Linked DNA regions of Pan troglodytes: region 1 is linked to region 2. A link is a contact called in public HiChIP or PLAC-seq data. All regions are on one chromosome and are shown on one strand. The core of a region is the stretch at or near the end of the contact, and the rest is flanking DNA. Distances in the headings are between cores, read along the strand shown.

The links. HiChIP or PLAC-seq counts read pairs in DNA pulled down with a chosen protein or histone mark.
Region 1: a contact with region 2 is called in an H3K4me3 HiChIP or PLAC-seq map of stem cell-derived excitatory neurons, with 5 times the contacts expected there. The contact joins the promoter of FBN3 here to the promoter of CTXN1 in region 2. A contact is called at or near these places in 1 of 7 Hi-C or Micro-C datasets (stem cell-derived neural progenitor cells) and 1 of 1 datasets of contacts at active chromatin or transcription factors (stem cell-derived excitatory neurons).

Annotation. Positions count from the first base shown.
Region 1 is chr20:10,564,516-10,567,659 of NHGRI_mPanTro3-v2.0_pri, reverse strand. It overlaps FBN3 (fibrillin 3), which reads left to right and starts at 1,674. Exons shown (of 65, transcript XM_016934913.4): 1 at 1,674-1,916; 2 at 2,282-2,359.
Region 2 is chr20:10,340,044-10,343,383 of NHGRI_mPanTro3-v2.0_pri, reverse strand. It overlaps CTXN1 (cortexin 1), which reads left to right and starts at 1,880. Exons shown (of 1, transcript XM_001156296.7): 1 at 1,880-2,920. The coding sequence starts at 1,880. The coding sequence ends at 2,128. It overlaps TIMM44 (translocase of inner mitochondrial membrane 44), which reads left to right. Exons shown (of 13, transcript NM_001280516.1): 13 at 113-700. The coding sequence ends at 232.

The DNA.
Region 1 (3,144 bases), core at 425-2,924, 220 kb before region 2:
TCCCCTCAGAGGCGGGGGGGAGCCTGCTGACGGCTCCTGGGTGCTTCTAGCCTCTTCTTATGTTGCCTGCTTTCCTCTTGCTCCCTCCCCTTCTCCTCTCTCCTAAAGTTCCAACCTCACTCCATCCAGGCATGTTTGTTCTAAGTTCTCTCCTTCTCCAGGCCTTTGCCTGTTCTGTTTCCTCCAGCAAACTCCTATGCAACTGTCAAAACCTACTTCAAAAATCCCCTTCTGGGCCAGACTCGGTGGCTCATGCCTGTAATCTCAGCACGTTGGGAGGCCGAGGCAGGTGGATCACGAGGTTAGGAGTTTGAGACCAGCCTGGCCAACATGGTGAATCCCTGTCTCTACTAAAGATACAAAAAATTAACCGGGCATGGTGGCACAAGCCTGTAATCCCAGCTACTCGGAAGGCTGAAGCAGGAGAATTGCTTGAACCTGGGAGGTGGAGGTTGTAGTGAGCCAAGATCGCGCCATTGCACTCCAGCCTGGGTGACAGGGCAAGACTTTGTCTCAAAAAACAAAACAAAGCAAAACAAAACAAAAACAAAATCCTCTCCCTCCCTGCAAATTGTGAGTTTACCCTATTGAACTCCCAAAGCTGACTTGCTGAATATACTCCCACCATAGCACTTCCGGAATGGAGACAGGGTCTTGCTCAGTTGCCCAGGCTGGAGTGCAGTGGCACAATCATAACTCACTGCAGCCTCAACCTCCTAGGCTGAAGCAATCCTCCTGCCTCAGCCTCCTGAGTAGCTGGGACTATAGATGCATGCCACCAGGCCTGGCTAATTCTTTTTAATTTTTTTTTTTTTTTAAGAGATGGGGTCTCACTATGTTACCCAGGTTAGTCTCGAACTCCTGGTTTCAAGCCCACTGGGCTTACTTATTTATTACATTCTGGAAGTACTGTGGTGGGGGCATATTCAGCACAATCAGCTTTGGGAGTTCAATAGAGTAAACTCACAATTTGCAGATAGGGAGGGAATTTTTGAACTGGACTTTGACAGATGCGTAGGAGTTTGCTGGATGGAGTAACAGCTTCAGGCCCAACGCACAGCTTCTGACAGATCCCCATGTTAAGGGTCTATTCTCAAAGGTATGAAGGTGGTGGAAAAGCCTAGAAATTTTTGTTTGGAGTACTGACAACAGATAGGGAGCCGAAATTCTTGTCTGGTCCCTTTGGTAGGTGGAGAAACAGGTTCAAAGAGATTTGAAAGTTTACACCGTTTGAATTGTTAACCTCTTCATTTTGAGAACCAGATGAAAAACCTGGGCCCTTCTCCCTGGGAAATACAGCTTTGCCCAATGTTTTGTCAACATATTTAGGGGCCCCTGATCTCAGCCTAGTTAAGAATCCAGGCTCCAAGAGCCAGGTGAGTTTCCAACGTCAGTCTCGCAATTCTCCTTGCTCGAGGGGGGGGCGGCGGCTTGGGAGGCCCTGAGAGGGCCGCCCAGGTGAGTCCCGGGACTTCTCTGCCCAGGCTGTCGTCCAGGCCCCCCAAAAGTCAGAGCCCCACCTCCACCTCAATCTCGATCCGAAAACGCGGCCCCGGCAGCCCCTACTAGGCGCCCCCAGCCCTGAGCCCCCCGCCCGCCCTCACATCTCTCCAGTCCATCGGAGTTTTTCACTCGGAGCCCCGGACCCTCCCCCGAGCCGCAGCCTCTCTCCCCGCCCCGGATCGGAGCCCCCCCGTCCCCGCCCCGGGAGCTAAGAGGTGCAAACGCGCCCTCCTCCAACTCCTCCCGCCCCCAACTCCCCCCCGAGTGGCAGCTCTCGGCTGGGAACGCGGCGGGGTCGGCCTCTCGGCTTTGCGTTCCCGCCCCGGGTCCCCGGCGCCGCAGGAGCCCGCCCTGCAGTGCTGAGTCCCGCGCGTCCGCCTGCCGTGCCCGCCTCCACGCGCGCCGCCTCGCAGGTAGGTGAAGGCGCGGGGACAGCGGCGGGGCGAGATCGCGGGCGCTGAAGGGTGGAGAAGGCGGGGGCGGGGGGGCCGGCAGGGGGAGGGGGAGAGGATTCCTTTGTTCGCAGCCGGGCAGCCCCAGGCCCAGCCCCCTCCCCTCTCCGCCTTCTAGTGGCGCCCGCCGCAGTGGGGAGTGGGGGCGCGGGGACCCGGCGGGAGGGGCTCGGCCGGGGCGCGGGGCCCCTGACCCCACAGGTGAGGGCGGAGCCAAGCGTGGTCGCGGCCGGGGGCCCTGCCAGGTGGAGATCGCGCCCCGCGGGCTCCGGGGGCGCCCCCTCCCCGTCGGCGAAGCTTGGTATCCCTCGCTGTTTGGCCCTCAGCCTCCACACCCCGTGCCGGGCGCGCCTTCTCTGCTCATTCATTCCACAAACTCCAGGGTGTGGCTCGCAGAAGCAGCGGTGTGTAGGGGGGACCGAGGCAAATCAGGCCAGAGACTCCCCCTACCTAATTCCCCCACCCGACCCGAGGCAGGGGGCTGGGGCGGAGGGAGTGGGGGAGGAGGGCTTGCAGGCCCCGAGGCTGCTTGGAGTCCACAGAGCCTCAGAGTGCGGACTGACCCGGACAACTGAGAAGAAAAAGCGGGCGCCCCTCTCCAGCCAGCCAACCCTCCAACGTTGACAGGGGTCTCTCCCTTCTCCGGGGCCTTTGGACAACCGGGGCGTGGCCAAGACCACACAGCAGGGCTCCCCGCCCATTCTCCACCTAGGGCGGGTTCCTTTCCTCCCTGGAACCTGAATGGAACAGGAAGGCCACTTGGTCTGGCTTCTCTCCCTCAAGTATTTTGCCTCCACCCTCCAAACGGTCGTCTCCTGTCCCGGTCTTCTCCCTCCCGTCCTTCATGGCCCAGGAAAGACCCAGCCAAGGGGGGCAGGAGCGAGTTCCGTTCCTGATCTTCTCCCCCTCCTTCTTCTCTTCGTGGGCTTAAGCTCCGGCTTAGCCCCTCACTCATGGTGTGATGGCCTTAGTTTGTGCATCTGTGAAATGGGCACAGAAGCGGTACCTTCCCTGCTGGGCACAGGGTTACTCTCTGCATTGGGAAGTTCCAGCCCCTGCCTGGGCCCCCTGCCCAGGGAGGCATCCAGCCCTGACCTGGGAGCAGTGAACAGTCAGAGGGGGCTTCCTGGAGGAGGCGTGATGTTAGAGAAGGGTCTTGCGGCTAAGGGTGCACAGCCCAGGCAAGACC
Region 2 (3,340 bases), core at 631-3,130:
CAGCCCCTGGGGAAGTTGCCGGTGGCTCCTGCCCCACAGAGCCTGGCCCCCCCCAGAGCTGCCTGGGTTACCTCAACCCTCTCAACAGTGCCCTTCCCAACCCACCCTGCAGGACAAGGTGCTGCGGATGCTGTACGTGTGGGCGCTCTGCCGAGACCAGGACGAGCTCAACCCCTACGTGGCCTGGCGGCTCCTGGACATCTCGGCCTCCAGCACCGAGCAGATTCTCTGAGTGTGGTGCCGGAGCCAGGGAGCACCGGCCTGGGTCATCAGGCACAGAGGCACCGCAACACCACCTGCGGCAACTCCAGACCTCTGGGAACAAGACTGCGGGCTCTGTCCCCAGCTCTGCCAGGACGGCTGCAAGACCAGCTGGCCCGGGAGGGGACAACGGGCTGTTGTGGGTGCGTGGCAGCTGGAGACACTCCCCCCAGGGCCAACCCCTGCCCTGTTGCTCTGCCCTGCAGGGGTCCCGGCGCCTGGTCACCTGGGGTGCACACAGGTCACACAGTGCCAAGAGGCCCCAGGGCCCAGGGACTCCCCCCACAGCAGGGTGGGACCCGGGACCCGCGGCTCAGTGACCCGCTAGCCACGTCAGCCAAGCCACTTTAGGTCCATTTTTTTATTTTAACAGTGCTCTTCCATCTTGTGCATAAGCCTGAGATTTGGAAAGAATAAAACACCGAATTGCAGAAGAGCAGCTACGGAGTCTGAAGTGTCTTCTCTGGCGCGGGAGTGGCCGAGGCGATGGTGGGGGTGGGAGCGGGCGGCTGCTCTGGGAGGCGGTCAAGGTCGAGTGAGGAACTGCAGCCGCAGTGGGTGGACGCCTTGCCCAGGGCTGGACCCTGAGTTGGAAGACGAGGCCAGTGACAGACAAAACTAGGGGGACTTACTCATCCCAGTGACCTGCCTGAGCTCTCTGAGAATTGAGGTCCCCAGGGCCGGGGGAGCTTGAGTGCCCATATGAGTGTTTTAGGGACACTGAGGTCCCCCCACAAACAGGGAGTCTCGAGTGGGGTCTATCGCGGAGGAGAATGCAGGCACAGGGCAGGCTGGGGGGCCCGAAGTGCCAGGGGAGGTGGGAGTGGCAGCTGCCCACTCCCCGGCGAGGTCGTGGGTGCTCGCGGGTCCTCGGGGCTGGGGTTCCGTCCTCCCGCAGGCCCGGGCGGGGTCGCTGGCTCGCGCGCCGCTCCCTGCGCAGCCTCCGCCCCCTGCAGCCCCGCCCCCCGCGGCGGCCCCGCCCCCGTCGCCATAGGAACAGCCGCGGCGGCCCGGCTCGCGCGCTGGTTGCCTGCCTCGGTCTCCGCCGCTCCAGGGGCGGGTGGGGTGGGCTGAGCCGGAGCCCGGGCCGCCGCCGCCGCCGCCGGGGAGAGGCCGAACGCGGAGCCGGCGCGGGTCCCGGAGAGAGCGCGGCCGCCGGGCGGTCGGTCCCCGTCCGGGTCGAAGCCAGGGTGAGGGGCGCGCCGGGGCGGGGGCGGTGGGGGAGGGGGTCCCAGGCCGCCGAGAACAAAGGGAGCGGGGGCAGGGGCCGCGGGGACCGTCCCCACGCCGCGCGCCCGGGCCGCGGCCGCGCTTTCGCACCTGTTGTGTGCGGCCCAGGCCGGGCGCGGCTCCGTTTCCCGGCTCTCAGCGCCCCCACCTGCGCGCACGGCCAGAGTTGGGTCCCCGCGTGGTGGTGGCGGCGATCCGGCGGGCCGGGCATGGGCGTAGCCCGGGGACCGAGGCGCGGGCGGGGGATGGGGCCGGGCACGTTAAGGGGGGCGGCGGCGGCGGCGGCAGGAGGGGGCGAAGCGGAGGAGGCGCGGGAGGGAGGGCGCAGCCTCATCCCCGGCGCCCGGGGCGGGTCCCCTCCTCCGCAGGGCGCGCGGCGATGTGAGCCATGAGCGCGACGTGGACGCTGTCGCCGGAGCCCCTGCCGCCGTCGACGGGGCCCCCGGTGGGCGCGGGCCTGGACGCGGAGCAGCGCACGGTGTTCGCCTTCGTGCTCTGCCTGCTCGTGGTGCTGGTGCTGTTGATGGTGCGCTGCGTGCGCATCCTGCTCGACCCCTACAGCCGCATGCCCGCCTCGTCCTGGACCGACCACAAGGAGGCGCTCGAGCGCGGGCAGTTCGACTACGCGTTGGTGTGAGGGGCGCGGCGCCCCCTAGCCGGCCCTGCGCGGGGTCTCAGAGGGCCGGCCCGGCGGGGGGCGCCGCAGGGCCAGGACTGCGCTCAGGATCCCGCCCCGGAGCCCCCAGCCCGGGGGAGAGGGGGAGGGAGTTGGGAGAAGCCCAGCCCCTCCCCCTCGAGACCCCTCCCATGTCCCTTCCTGGCCTGGCCGGAGCCCCACCTCGTGCCTTTATCCGCCCTGTCCCTTCCTCTCTGCGCATCTCACCCGCCCGGCTGGCCCCCACCCCCGACTCTGAATCCCGGGCGGGAGGAGGACCCCCGCACCGCCCCCTCCCCAGCGTGTAAGTGGCTCTGCTATTGTGCGTCCCTGGAAGTGGGGACCCCCTTGTCCCTCCTCCCTCCCCTGTTGTCTGGCCGTCGTCAACCCCACCTTGACTGAGTGTTGAGCCCGTCCTTGGGCTCTGGCCCTGCGGGGCAGGCTCTCCCGGGCCCACGGGGCGGACGCTGCATACCAATTTGCCCTGCACCGCCTGTCCCGGAGACGGAGCCCGAAGGCCTGCCATGGCGGCTGTGTCGAGGATGCGTGGCGCCTGCCGTGGCGGGACAGCGTGGGCAGGCTCATTTCTGCCCCCAACCCGGGCCCCAGGACAGGTCAGCGCGCCCTGCCCCGGTGCCCACCGCTGCCCCCCATCCGCCCTCCTGCCACTTGCCCCTGACCCCCCTGCCATGCCTCCCGCAGCCCTCCCATGCCGTTCCACTCCTCCCTGCCTCTGAGCCGAACATGATAATAAAAGCTATTATTGAGCGCTTACTGCATGCCAAGCAGCGTGCTGAGTTGGCACCTCCTGTTTATAGCCTATCTCCTCTTCGGGATCGTGAGAATGAGCCAGGCCCTGTTAGCATCCCTATTCTACAGGCCAGGAGACCGAGGGCCAGGCAGCTCCAGTGACTGACTTGCCCACAGTCACATGGCTAGAGTCTGGTAGGGCTGGAAGTGGAACCCAGGTCTGGCTTTTGCACGTTTTTAAAGCTTCCCAGGGCTGCAAAGACACCAAGATCACAAGCACCTTTCACCAGCTTTGGGGGGGGGGGGGCGCTGATGTGTAACCCCCAGCTGCCTCCCCTCCACACACAATTCTGTTGATCTGGGGAGGCGCTGGGGGTGGTGAGAGAGACTCAGCCCTGTGGGGAACTGGGAGGCGCACCCTCTGCTAGCCCTGGAGGGAGGCTC